Linked DNA regions of Sus scrofa: regions 1, 2 and 3 are each linked to region 4. A link is a contact called in public Hi-C and HiChIP or PLAC-seq data. All regions are on one chromosome and are shown on one strand. Each heading gives the region's core, a stretch centred on a gene start, on an enhancer-like site or on the middle of the called end of the contact. The rest is flanking DNA. Distances are from core to core; before and after follow the strand shown. Region 1 has its middle 300 kb from the start of ETS1. Region 2 has its middle 35 kb from the start of ETS1. Region 3 overlaps ETS1 (ETS proto-oncogene 1, transcription factor). Region 4 has its middle 170 kb from the start of ETS1.

Region 1 (3,269 bases), core at 45-2,544, 140 kb after region 4:
TAGTAGGCTTACAGAGCAGAAGTCTTGGGTTTGCGTTTTAGCTCTCCACTTGTGTAACTCGGCTTGGGTGAAGCATAAGCCTTTGAGACTGTCTGTTCCTCTTTCACAGGCGAGGCTGGTAGTGTGGGATAGATGACCTGATGGACGTGGACGCCCCATGTGGATGGAAAGGGTAAAACGAATCCCAAGAGTTCTTCATGTTGATGGGTTTCATCAGGACACATAAGAGCAAAACACCAAATCCCAGAATTGGACATCGTCATCCCTTCAGGGCAAGTTCTGAAGGTGAAACCAGATAATATATAAACAGCCTACAGACATCCTATTGCACCAAACACTGTCGTATTATGCACTTATGACACCAAAAGCACCATCGAGAAGTGATGCTTCGTGCAAAGCTGAAATGCCCCCTTCCACAGCACGAAAACCTTGAACGTTCTCATGCTGCCTGAGTGTCCCTGGAGAATAAGTCCAGTTTCACGCCCTCTGTCATCAGTGTTGTCCTCCCAAGTGTAAACCTGGCAAATGCCTACCTCCTCGTAAAGTTCTGGGGAACTCTGGTCTGTCCAAGGCTGCTTCACCCATCTTGGAAATGTCCCGGGGTCCCACATGTGCAGGTGCAAAGGGAACCTGCAGCGGATGGTCTCCCTTTGATATTCTGGGCTGCTTCAAAGAAAGAGGCACCACTTCAGTACTTACCCTTCTCAACTCGAGATTCCAGCAGGAGTAAATCGTCATTACTCCCCGGAGGGGCAAGCACACTCCTAAGAATGGGGAAATTGAGGCATGAATGTTTAAACAATTAGCCTGGAGACTTAACCAAGGTCAGAGCGTGAGTAAGAGGAAAACACAGCGCCTGGCGTTCTGATCTGGTCCTAGAGATCCCAGGGGGAAGAGTTCTCTCTGCAGAAATACTTGCATGGCTAGCGTTTGCCAGAGCAGATGTTTTATCAAGCCTACTGTACAGCAGGGCCCACCCTTGCCTATCTATTCCTATCTGCTTTTATTATGCTTTGGGGCTCTCGCATGATAAGACCTCCCATATGGTACTTGTATTAACATTAAATAATGGCCATTGTGTTGTGTATACTATCACCATAGAAATATTTACTTAGTTGAACACAGACACCGGTCAGGCATGGTGATTGAAAACAAGCTAATCATAAAAACCATTCATGCTCACATCTATTTATAAAATCTGTTTCTCTTGTGCCAGTTAAGTACAGGCTTTGTTCTAAACAAACACACGCAAGCCTTCTGCACACCCAGGGACATGAAAGACACCCCTCCCCTGCCTCTTGCAGGCGGGGCCCCCGGGGCGTGTTTGCTGGGGCTCAGTGGAGGCTCCTCAGAGGCTGGGCCCTTGCAATCTGGGTTCCTTTGTTTACTCCAGGTGCTGACACCCTGCCTGGGAGCTCCCAGGCTTTGGGTTTTCAAATTTGGGGTGCTCAAAAGCCGTTGAGGTATTTGTCCCCCCTACAGATTTTCCAGCTCCGCACCCGAGAGCCTCTTTGGGTTGCTGACAAGGGGGCCTGGGAGACAAATTTTTAGGAAATGCTGGTGGTGCTGGCATTGAGTCTGTTCTCTTTCCTTGATAAATGGCCCTCTCCACTGCGTTCTCTGAGGTCCTGCCAGCTGCGCCCCACCCACCACACCGGCCCCCAGCAGATGCTATGGGGCTAGAGCTGGCCCTCCTGGGAGTTGCCTTTTGATGCCCTTAAATTTCATTTCAGCTGATACCATTGATTTCCATACATGTGAACTCTAAGTTGTGTACTGCCAAGTGCTTGAACATCTGGGCTTTGGAGTCAAAGAGTTTGCATCTGTCCCTGCACCTTAGTAGCCAAGAGTTTGCATCTGTCCCCGCACCTTAGTCGCCAAGTGGCCTTGTGCAAATGATGGAACTCCTCCAGTGCCCCCTTTTAACTTATGAAATGGGGATAATAATGAGAGCACTTGCCCCAGTGAGGAGATGGGAGGAAGCAGCCATCAGGCTGGTGGAGAGCGTGGCGCACGGTCCTCGAATGAGTGGTTCTGTTTCAGAAATAAATTAAGTTGACTTGGGCTGTCCTTTCAGATCAGGGTGTTTGGGAGGGTGCACCTGAGGGGACATGGTATAGGAAAAAGCTGGGATGCCCTGTGTTGATATGTGGTCCAGTCACCAAAGAGCTGAATGACGGTGGGCTGGTCCTTCTCCTCAGTGAGAATCTATAAAACGTTATCTGTGAAACGAGAGGGTAGGTCCAGTGCAGTCATTTCCCCACATTATGAGTGGGGTATCCCTTTTGAATGTCAACAGCCTAACAGAATATGTGCTTGTGTTTATACTCTCGGTGTTCCTTGACACACAATGATGAAACGTCTCTATGTATTCTGAAATTAAAAAAAAAAGGGATTTATATGTATGCATCCAAGCCCTATGTCCATTTATTTGGGAAATGATTGAAGCTTGTTTTGCATGACACATATTATTGATAAGACCACAACTGGTTGGCCAGTTGTGTAATAACTACAGCCCAAGAGTTACAGTCTCTCCAAGTGGGAGCCACTGGTCAGACGGTTGTTTTTTAATAGATCCCTCTTGGCAGTGAAAGTGGATCTGGAACCTCGAACTGTGAAACAGATGGATTCAGAGCTGCTTTGCTTTCTCTCCCTTCACTTCGGTGAAGGCGCCTCTGTTTAATTAAATCGATTCTGAGCGCCCACTGTGGGCAAGCCCTGTTCTGGAAGCTTGGGGTATGTCAGGCAAGCAAGTGCCATCCCTCCTAGTGAATATGCGTCTCACTGGTCTCTCAAAGTGGCCCTGGGAGTTCCCTGGTGGTGCAACGGGTTAAGGATCCAGCGTCATCACTGCAGCAGCTTGGGTGGCTGCTGTGGTGCAACTTCGATCCCTGGGCCGGGAATTTCCACGTGTTGTGGGTATAGCCAAAAACAAACAAACAGATTTTTTAAATGCAAGTGGCCCTAAGCCTCTGAGTCTGGGATTCCAGGGGGGACACTTTACTCCCTTTCACTCCTTTCCGTGGCTTCTTTCTCTATCCTGCACTTTTAAAAAAAATCAGGAGCTGAGATTGCGACCACACAAATATCCTTTCAGACTTTGGTGTCCCCGTTTATAAGAAGAGGGGGCGGATGCTAGAGGGCCGTCTGGTTCACTCAGCAGAAATAGTAACACCATGTTAAACTCAACTATCCCCTCAGAGGCCCCAGTAAACACTTGGGGGGTGTCTTAGAAACAAGCCAAGCCATGTCGGGGGAGCTTTGACGCT
Region 2 (3,561 bases), core at 49-2,548, 200 kb before region 4:
ACACAAGGAGGGGGAGAGATGGAGTCAGAGCCTTGAATCAGAGGAGAGGGCGGAGGAAGGAGAGTCCCGGAGGGAAGACGGGCGTGAGGTTACATTTGAAACGGCGACACAGGATGGACACTTGACTCAGGGTCACCTCTGCTCCCTTTGTCTCTAAATGGAAAGAGCACTGGCTTTATCTTCCGCAGCAATGTCTGAAATGTCTTTAGTTACCAGTTCTGTGCTGGGGACCCGGAATCTTCCCCTCTGACTAATCTCTCACCCGAGTTTGGTCAGCATCTTCAGCTGCCTCCAGCAGTGGGTACCACGGTTGGTCAGAGGCGCCCTCAGAAGCTGAGGGCTGGGAGGTCGGGTGCTGAGGGGCTAGGGCTGGTGGCCTGCCTAGTTTCCATCTAGTGCAGCTCCCTTTAATCTATTGTATGTATTAGGTTTCTTCCTGAGAACTTTTTTGGCCACTCAAAAAAAAGTTTGGCAGCTAGTAACTGTTAGGTGGAAATTGTCCTTGCTAAAATGTAAAATGTCCCCAATTAAAGTGCCGCGCCCCCCCCCCCCCCCGGTGTTACTACCATCCTTCTGGTCATTCAGGCTCTGCATCTAGGAATACAAGGAGCAACCGGATTTCTGGTTATACCAGATGCCACCTCTGGGACTTGGTAACTTCTTGCCCACCTGCTGTGGCTCCCTTGGCCCCTCATGGAAATCCTCTGCCCTCCTCACCAGGTCCCCTTTTGTTCTGACCCATCACTCTGTCTGGTCAGGCTTCCCTCCCCCACTGGGGTGTAGACCTCCTTCCATCCCACCACCCCCCCAGACCCTCTCCATGCTTTCAAGCTCTCCCAGCTTTGCCCATCCTTTGGTTCCCAAGTCTAACCTTCTCTGCTGCTTTCTCCAGGATCCCCCTAAGGATTTCAGCCTAAGGATTCTTTGGAATCTTTCCATGTCTCCAGTCTGCAAGGCACAGCTAGTATTTGTTTATACACAGCTTATCCTGATGCCTGGCCCCGGCCCTGGCCCCATCCCCTGGTGCCACACGCTGCTCCTGGCCGCTCACTCAGAGGCCCTTGGGCCTCTGGCTCCGTACAGCTCAGTTCCCTGTGCTGCCCCACTTCTCATCAGGCGCAGTGGGCCTCTTAGGCTGACTTGCCTTGTTCCTGAGCCACCGTCTCAAGGGGGTTCAGGTCTGGCTTGACATGTTTACAAGTCTATTGCTTTGGATTAGTTTTGGGCACATTCTTAGTGGGCTCCCTGGAGCCATCCCAGTCTCTGTGTTGCTGGGACAGGCCAGGTCAACCAGGGCCTTCCCACTTGAACTCTGTTCCCACCGTCTTTGGCTGGGATATTCCTACTCATCCTTCACTTCCCAGGGGACGCTGAGGGGGGGTGACTTCCTGGGGGGCATGTTCCCTGACTGGGTCAGACCCCCTGATGCAGGCTCTCTGAGCATCCTATGCTTTTCCTCCGGGGCACTTATCACTCATTCAGTCACATGCTTGGCTTCTTGTTTACACACTTTCCCCCAGTGGCCATTTGCACCAGTTGGACAGGATCCTGGCTGCTGTTATTCTCTGCTTTGTTCCTAACTCTGAGAACACACAGTGTCTGGCTCAGAGCAGAAGCACTTTGTTGAGAAACTACGGAAGATGTGCTTTGGATTTGACTTGGGAGTTAGGGCCTGGTGGGTCCAGGACCCAAAGATTCTGCCTTCCAAACACAGGATTTTGCCTTCTGCTTTGTGTTGAGCCAAAAGTCAGCTCAGAGAGGACATTCCTTGCCCTCCTGCATTTGCTCTCATTCCTTTTGACAAAAAGCCTGGCTCTGGCTCAAATTCTCCACTTCTCTAATATCCATGGCAAAGCTCCCTCCCCATCCCCTGCCCATCCGCACAGACTGGAGGCTAGCCGATGAACCGACACAAAAAAGACGATGCTTCTGCCAATCCTGCCCGTCGCATCTCTGGACCGGTTTCCTTTCTGTCTCCTGGCTCTTCGGGAGGCTCTTTGCAGCAAGTGTGGCACAAAAGCTCGATGGTGCATTCTTGCATCTCTCCTTCCATCCACCCATCCATCCAGCCAGCCAGCCAGCCAACCAGTATTTACTGAGCACCCACCACCTCTCCTGTCCTCACCAGGCTCATAGTCTATCTGAGAACTCAGAACCCCAAAGAGGTCACCAAACCACAGATGACAGATGGATTTTAGGGCCAGGAAGGTACAACAGGCTTCAGGATAGCAAACTGTATGGTGCCTGCTTTGGACCTGAAGGTCAGGAGAAGCTAAGTTTAAGGTGACCAGGTTCATCTCATGTCCCCAATTCCACCCCAGTGATTGTTCTGTTTTTCAATGACCTTTCTTTCTTTGTTATTTGTTTGTAATTTTTATTGAGTATAGTTGGTTTACAATGTTGTGCCAATTTTTGCAGTATAGCAAAGTGACTCAGTCACACATGCATATATATATATATATATATATAATATATTACGTATATGATGTACATATTCATACACAATTCCTTTTCTTTCTTTTTTTTTTTTTTCTGGTCTTTTTAGGGCCACACCTGAAGCATATGGAAGTTCCTAGGCTAGGGGTCGAATTGGAGCTATAGCTGCCGGCCTACACCACAGCCACGGCGATGACAGATCCAAGTTGCGTCTGCCACCTACAACACAAGTCACGGCAACACCAGATCCTTAACCCACTGAGCAAGGCCAGGGATCGAACCCACATCCTCATGGATACTAGTCAGGTTCCTTACCGCTGTGCCACAGCAGGAACTACTACATTCCCTTTCTTATATTATCTTCCCTCACGGTCTATCCCAAGATACTGAATGAATACAGTTGCCTGGATTTTCCTTTTTTAGCTCATCTCTGATCCCCCTTTCATTTATCCACATCCCGATTTTCTGCTTTCTGAGTTCTTTCTCTGTGGTTTTTGTCAAACTTTGGTTCCTACGTGTCAAGAGCTTTGAAAACCCAGACGCTTTCTTTTTCTTTTTCACTTGGCTTTTTCCATTGAGAGACCTAGAGTCCCAGGTTCTGGGTCGTCCCCCCAGATCCCTCCGTCTCATAGGCTTGGAAGGTCAGAAGAGACCAAAATGTAACCAAGTGAGTGAGCTCGGTGCTGGATCTTTTTTTCCTCTCCCTCCGTCTCTTTCTCTCTCTCTGTCTGTTTGTCTATCTGTCTGTCTCTCTGTCTCTGTCTCTCTCCTTCTGTCTCTTTCCATCCCTCTGTGTCTCTGTCTGTCTCTCTCTCTCCCTCTCCCCATCTCTGTCTCCTTCCCTCTCTGTCTGTCTCTCTCTGTCTTTCTGTCTCTCTTTCTCCCTCTCTCTCCCTCCCTCTTTCTCCCTCTCTTTCTCCATCTCCCTCTCTCTGTCTCTGTCTCTCTCCCTCTCTTGGCCTGTCTCTCTCTCTCCCTGTCTCTGTCTGTCTGTCTGTCTCTCTCTCTCTGTCTCCATATCCCTCTCTCTGTCTCTGTCTGTCTGTCCATCCCTCCTCCCCCGCTTCATCTCCCTCTCTCTGTCTGTCTCTCTCTCCCCTCACTCTCCGTTGCTCTGATCCTTTC
Region 3 (3,266 bases), core at 89-2,588, 130 kb before region 4:
GCACCGTGCTGTGCTGACCGAAGCTTGCTGCAGGAAACCCTTTCGGCACCCGCATCCCATCCCTGAGAGGACCAAAGTCAGCCAGGAGGAAAGGCTCGGGGAAAGAGCCCTGGGAGGGCATTATGAAGAGAAGCCACAGGCAAAAAAAAAACTAGCTCTCAGTCTCGCTCATCATTTCGTTTTCCTGATGATGAGATTTCTGCAAGTGCCTGACTCTCTTCTCCATCCACCAAGGATATTTCTCTGGCTGGGAACCGAGTTGCCTCCTATTTGCGGAGGTTGCGCTGCCCCGCCCATCCTATCTCCCACCCACCACCCCGGTAGCTTTCCAGCCTGGGCTAGTTCATATTCAGATCACAATAACTTTGTAAGTTTTTGAGTATCAGCTGAAAGGTATGGGGTCCCAGCAAAGCGTTTAGGGGGTATGGTGGGAAGAGCAAGAACTCACCGGGATTTTGTTCCCTCCCCTTTAACAGGCGGGACGCTTACACTTATTTCACAGTTGCCTCGTACTATAGACTGGGCAGAGTGTGTCCTTCAAAGGTCGTCATAGCAGGTGATGAATAGATGCCACCCTTTCACCATGATGAGTGTGAATTTAAGTGACTCAAAGAAACCTGGTGGCCCACTCTTGTCTCCCCAGCTTTGCCCATGCTCCGGCGCCCCAGGGTAATTTTCAGACACCTGCCAATTTTACCTTCCGCGATGCCGCATTTTACTAGCGGGAGGAGAAGGGAGCCAGGTGAGGGCCAGAAAGAGAAGCTGTGGGTTAGAGACCTGTGTCTCTCAGAGGGACTCCAGCGGCCCAGGGCAGTAAGGACAAATGTAAATCACCTCCTTCGCTCCTGGGGCGGGAGGGTAACCTAGTGGGAGAAACCGGGGCCACAAGGAGTGACAAGGAGTATGCGAGCGTTCCGCTGGCTGTCCTCCAGCGCTGCTTCTCAAAAATCCTAGGAAGTAACAGCATTGCCCTGGAAGTCCCAGGGGGCTGGGGAGAAAAAAAGTTCTCTTAACTTTTTCAAACCACAAATATTTGGCCCGAGTTGGGAAAAGGTCCCTGGGGCACGGAGTTCTTATTTGATTCAAGCAGTCTTGACCCCCCTCTTCGGGAACTCGGCGGGGGGAGCGGGGCTGGGGGCCCCTGGTGGAGGCCGCCTGGCGTCAGTCCCCGCTCTGCCGCCCTGGGTGAAGCGAGCGCGGGGTGGGTGAGGGTGCGGGGGCTGGAGTCGGGCGGGGGGAGGGGCCCTGGCGGGGGAGGGATGCGCAGAGGCAGCCTGTTCTCAGCGTCTGGTCGCCAAGAGACTTACTCTCTCCAGATGTTCGCTGTGTTTATAGCTGCTGAAGCAGGAGACCCAGCTCCCTCATTAATAAGTTTCTTTCCTGCGCTGCGGCCAGGGGTCTCAGCCCGAGCCTGCAGCTGGAAGAGGCGCGGTGGGGGAGGGACGAGGGGAGGTGGCTCGCCCCCCTTTCGCGCCCTCCCCTCCCGCCTCCGCGTCCCTAACCCCCACCCGCCTTCCTCCTCTGCAATCCTCCCAAAATACACGAGCACACAAAAAGAAAAACACCAGCAGATTTTTTATTTCAGAGAGTAAACACTTGGGCCGTGGGGGTCTGGAGGTTATGGGAAAAGAGGAAACCATCAGGCTAATCAGGCCGGCACACACTTCCCCTGCTGAAATAAAACAGAAATCATTGCTCCGCAGGCCGGCGGGTTAACCCCGGCGCTGCCAGCGAGGCGGGCGCAGGCGGGGCCCGCCGCGAGGGAGGCAGGGCGTCCAGGAGCCCCGGCTGGAGGATCCCGGTCCCGGCTGGGAGGAGCGGACCGGCTGGGACTGAGCGCCTTCCATGCCGTCAGGGGGTAGCATGCCTGCCCCGAGCCGGGATGGAGAAAGAGACGGTTGGAACAGAAGAGATTCTGGACAGAGATTGTTTTGCAAGAGCTGGGGGCGGGGGGCAGTTCTAGATGAGTTGGGGAGATAGATAGACCGCGAGGCGAGCGAGCGGCGGGCGCGCACGTGCTTAAGGTTACTGTTGAGAAATGAACTGGGGACTTGATGAGGTGGGTCTGGGCCAAGGTTTTAGCCCAGCCACCTACCAGCTCTGTGACCATGGGCACACCGTTGACCCCTCCTAAGCCTGTGTCCTCGTGTGTAAGACAGTAGATCCCGCCTCGCAGAATTATAGTGAGGAGCTGAAAACCGTATTGACTGTGGAAGAGGCGAGCACCTGAGCATGGCTCTCAAATCAGGATTTCGTAGATTACTTTGAACTAGTCAGGTTCATCTCTTCCTTCCTTCCTCCCTCCCTCCCCTTCCTTTTTCTTCCCTTCTTCTTCCTTCCTTCCTTCCTTCCTCCCTCTAATCCATTAAATGCCTTCAGCTTCTACCTTCTGCCCCCTCGCTGCCTGTCTGGAGATCATAAATATCGCATGGGCCAGAGGTCATAGGTCAAACGTGAGACCTAATTGCACTATGAGGGAAATTACCTCCCCACTGATGAATAGGGCAACCTCTGGCTCTCTGAGGCTGCCAGTGTGAGAGGCCTGAGAGGCCAGCAACTTTGGTTCAGATCCTGCCCCCATACCACCGCCCCTCCCCCACATGGCTGTAAGGTTATGCTTCCCCGACTCGGGGTTCCCCCACTTGGGGTTCCCCCACTTGGAACAGCCCAATTAGATTCATTCACCACCTCCACAGAAATGTTGAAGTCTTTTGGGCTTTCTTGCTATGAAAGAAAACAGACCTTTGCAACCTCTGTTCCTTCTTACGAGTGGCATTAAAAAAAACCCCAAAACAAGGCTACCAATTCCCGAAGTTGTTTTACGAGTCTTTGGGGGTACCTCCTGAAACATGCTGAAGTTGGGCCTAAGAAACAGACCCCAGTGATTTAAAGAGCCACAGAACCAGGGTTCTAGTTGCCTTTGCAGTTGTCACTTGATTTCTTACCTGCGTCATACATGTTTTTTATCAATGCTGACAACTTTCTGCCAAGTTGTAGGCCTGCAGATTCTCATACAGCAGGGGTGCTTGATGGGGGCGAGTTTCAGAAACAAGGGATCCCTCTGAAATTTTATGGGAGGACTTTCCTAAGGGCCTTAGCTTTCCTCTGATTCTCAAAGTGGTTGAGACCCCAGGAGGTTAAGAACTCCAGCCCAAGGGAAAAGGTACCTTTGAACCCAGGCAGCACTTAGCATCTTGTATTTAGCAAGTCAAGTCTCTTTTGTTGAGCTGGGTTGTATTCACTGGTAAAGCTTCCTTCCTGTCAAT
Region 4 (3,263 bases), core at 397-2,896:
GCTAGGCCACCAGGGAACTCCCAGTTTTAATTTATTTGAATAAAACAAGTATTTATTTAGGGCCTACTCTGTGCCGGCTACTGTTCTAGGAACTAGCAATTCAGTTGAAAACTAGATCCCTGCTCTCCTGGGATTTATTTTCGCCTGGGAGAGACAGATGATAAACATTTATATGAAAGTAATGAAGATAATTTCAGCCACTAATGAGTCCTGCGAAGTGAATAATGTAGAAGAGGGTATAGGGGGTCTGGGGAGGGGGGGACAACAGTTCTGAGGGGGTGATAGATGTGCCCGACTTGGAAGAAGTGACAATGAAGCCACCCACGGGGAGGGGGTTGTTCTCGGTAGAGGAGAGCATGTGTAAACGTCCTGAGACAGAAGCAAAGCTTGAGGACCAGCGAGAGGGCTGGGTGGTGGCAGCCAGTCTGGGCATGGGGCTGGGGTACCGGATGAGCTACACGGGGCCTCCCGTGGGTGTGGTCTTGCAGACCGGGTGAGAGGCATCCTCCTCAGGGGAGCCTTTGGGAGGCTTTGGAAGGGAGACATCGCGGATTGATGCAGCTTCAGGAGGGCTCTGGCTGTCCGTGGATAAGAATTAGGATGAGGTCAGAACGGAAATCAGGAAATCTGTCGGGAGGAAACTGTCTACATTGTCTCAGCTGATCGTCCCAACAGCTCCATCCTTTTAGTTGGGTAACTGAAACTTTGGGACCCTGTGTGGGGTTGGCCGGCCCATAAGCTGGTGAATGCAGGGCCAGGATATCTGAGCCAAGGCAGCTGTTCTCCCCTGGTCTGCTTTACCAGTCTTCTGTAGATTGCATCTCCCTCCCCACACGGCTTTGCAAGCTGCTGCAAGTCATGCTGTTCGTTGTGGCTGACTGGCGGATGCTGGGAGCAGAGGAGATGCGGGGAAGGATCCAGGTGGGGCGGGGCTGGGCCAGTGGCGGAGGAGGCCAGGCAGCTGTTCCTCGCATCTCTGTCTGGTCAGCTGGCCTGACTGCAGCAGGATGCTCCCTCCACCCTCCCGAGGGGGTTCCCATCTCATCACGGGGTCTCCTTTCCCCACCACAGAGGGTCCCAGCGCTTCTGTTTGTGTTTGTGTCCAGTGCTCCCCCGAGACCCGAGACTCATGGTCACAAGATTGCTGCCTCCACAGTTGCCTCTGGTTTTGAGAGCCATAGGGTGAGAATCAGCCACTTGTGTTTTGCCATAACAGCTGCCTCCATGGTAACAGCCTGTGATATCACTGGAAAAGTGATTTGCAGGACTAGGGAGCTGGAAGGACGCAGCGACGGGGCTGGAGGGAGCTGGGGCAGGAGGCGGCAGCTTCCATGCCTGTGCTCCAAGGTGTTAGACACTCAGCCCTCCCCATAGCCCCTGTCATGTGCTGTCCCTTGGTTCAGGTTTAGCAAATCCAGATGTTCTTCGGAGAGCTCAGGCATATCTGGCCCCTTTATAAACTTCTCTTCATTTTTCAGCCAATCTGACAAACACTTCTAATCACCTCATTCTGTGAGTTGCAGGACATCTCAGGGCCGGAGGGGGTTAATGAGAAGGAACCTTCCCTCCTTGATGGTGGGGGGGGCACCCCTGCCCCCTGGGTCTACCCTAGGCCAGCCCGACTGTCTGTCCAAGGGACCTCTGAAGACATCAGAGCAGTCTTTTCTTAGAAACAGGAAGTTGTCCTCAGCCAAGTACAGATGAACTGAAGCGCCCAGAAACCTGAGGATCGCTCCAAACTCAGAGGCCTGGAGGCAGACCCAGAGGGCTGAATTCCTGGCCCGGCCTCCACCTCCTTCTCTCATGAATGGGATGGATCTCAGCTGTGGTTTCAGCCATTCTTTACTGCACTCAGCCCACTCTGTAAGTGCTGGTAACACAGTCACTGAAATACTTTTCAGCAAAATCATTTTCGCCCCTCAAAGAAATACACGAATTGAGATTTTTTTTTTTTGTCTTATGTCCTTTTTTAGGGCTGCACCCAGGGCATATGGAGGTTCCCAGGCTAGGGCTCCAATCGGAGCTATAGCCACCAGCCTACGCCAGAGCCACAGCAACGCTGGATCTGAGCCACGTCTGCGACCACAGCTCACGGCAACGCCGGATCCTTAACCCACTGAACAAGGCCAGGGATTGAACACACAATCTCATGCTTCCTAGTCGGATTTGTCTCCGCTGTGCAACCAGGGGAACTCCCAGTTGAGATGCTATTATCTGTTATTTTTCTTAACCTCGTTAAGTTCTTTGGGCAGACCCTCAGCACCGCATGATTGCAAAGTTTGCCAATATGCTGCTGAGGCCGTTACTGGAATGGAAGAGAATGGGATAAAATGAAGATTATATTTCTTTCCAAACACAGCAGGCGTAGTAACGGGGAGAACTGTGTAGAGACAGCTATTTGTCGTGTCTTATTGGCAAAGCTGCTTCATAACGCTGTAAACTCTTTTTCCAAGGGGCAAATAGACACCTCTCTGCTTCTTGAAGAGCAGAAGCCTATCTTTAAGTCCATGTGGTATCCCCAGCACCAAGCTCGAGGCTTGAATTTTGGTAGCTACTAAGTATATAGTCATCGGATGGATAGATGGATGAATAAATAAATGACAGTTGATGAAATCAGTTGTTGATTCGCCAAGGTCATAACAAGCCAGAGACTGGGTGAAGGGGAATAGAGAAGGCAAAGCATTGGCGGTGGAGAGGAAGTCTCCCCTGGGGGTGCCGGTGGGATGTTAGGGGAGGTAACATCGGACTGAAAATCAGAACAAGTATTAAATCCTGACTCTCTCACTGGGGAGCTGTGTGGCCTCAGACAAGTTGCTCAGTCTCTCTGAGCCTCCATTTCTTCATCTCTACAACAAAGCTTTGAGTACCTATAAGCATTGTGACATTACCCATGGGATTAAATGAGGCAGGGAGGGGAGAGAGCCTAACACTGCCCTGCCCAGGGCCTCTGCACACTCTTCACAAGCCAGCAGTTCCGCAGGCTTGGCTGAATCTGTGGCTCAATCTCTTTTAAATGTTCAAGGAGATTTGTTTTCCCACTGAGTCTCCCAACTCCCAGCTCTCTTTCTGGTGGTTCCTTCTTATAGGCCGGGAGCCAGAAAGCCTTCTTTTGTCCTGGCTGTGCTGCATCTCTTGGGCGAGTCATATCACCCGAGTGTGGCCAGCCTTCCCTCCGTGGTACCTGGAGTCATCAACGTCATGGGTCTGAGTGAGCACCTCAGAGAAACTTCAGAATGCGCTCTCATGTGCCTTTGGAGCTGTGG

The links. Hi-C and Micro-C count contacts between places; a contact is called where the count stands out from the background. HiChIP or PLAC-seq counts read pairs in DNA pulled down with a chosen protein or histone mark.
Region 1: a contact with region 4 is called in an H3K27ac HiChIP or PLAC-seq map of skeletal muscle. The contact joins two enhancer-like sites. A contact is called at or near these places in 2 of 47 Hi-C or Micro-C datasets (alveolar macrophages and fetal skeletal muscle) and 1 of 2 datasets of contacts at active chromatin or transcription factors (skeletal muscle).
Region 2: a Hi-C map of skeletal muscle shows a contact between it and region 4, with 4 times the contacts expected there. The contact joins two enhancer-like sites. A contact is called at or near these places in 4 of 47 Hi-C or Micro-C datasets (embryonic fibroblasts, epiblast stem cells, heart right ventricle and 1 more).
Region 3: an H3K27ac HiChIP or PLAC-seq map of skeletal muscle shows a contact between it and region 4. The contact joins two enhancer-like sites. A contact is called at or near these places in 3 of 47 Hi-C or Micro-C datasets (embryonic fibroblasts, heart right ventricle and skeletal muscle) and 1 of 2 datasets of contacts at active chromatin or transcription factors (skeletal muscle).

The regions. Positions count from the first base shown.
Region 1 is chr9:55,208,191-55,211,459 of Sscrofa11.1, reverse strand. No RefSeq gene overlaps it. Among named protein-coding and RNA genes, the nearest start is that of ETS1, 300 kb to the left of the region's middle. Within about 2 kb of position 1,294, at least 24 of the 83 cell types and tissues checked have an H3K27ac peak or open chromatin away from gene starts, as enhancers often do. A contact at or near this core is called in skeletal muscle, where this site is marked.
Region 2 is chr9:55,545,343-55,548,903 of Sscrofa11.1, reverse strand. No RefSeq gene overlaps it. Among named protein-coding and RNA genes, the nearest start is that of ETS1, 35 kb to the right of the region's middle. Within about 2 kb of position 1,298, at least 16 of the 83 cell types and tissues checked have an H3K27ac peak or open chromatin away from gene starts, as enhancers often do. A contact at or near this core is called in skeletal muscle, where this site is marked.
Region 3 is chr9:55,472,818-55,476,083 of Sscrofa11.1, reverse strand. All of the region lies in intron 3 of ETS1 (ETS proto-oncogene 1, transcription factor), which reads left to right. Among named protein-coding and RNA genes, the nearest start is that of ETS1, 38 kb to the left of the region's middle. Within about 2 kb of position 1,338, at least 40 of the 83 cell types and tissues checked have an H3K27ac peak or open chromatin away from gene starts, as enhancers often do. A contact at or near this core is called in skeletal muscle, where this site is marked.
Region 4 is chr9:55,344,559-55,347,821 of Sscrofa11.1, reverse strand. No RefSeq gene overlaps it. Among named protein-coding and RNA genes, the nearest start is that of ETS1, 170 kb to the left of the region's middle. Within about 2 kb of position 1,646, at least 27 of the 83 cell types and tissues checked have an H3K27ac peak or open chromatin away from gene starts, as enhancers often do. A contact at or near this core is called in skeletal muscle, where this site is marked.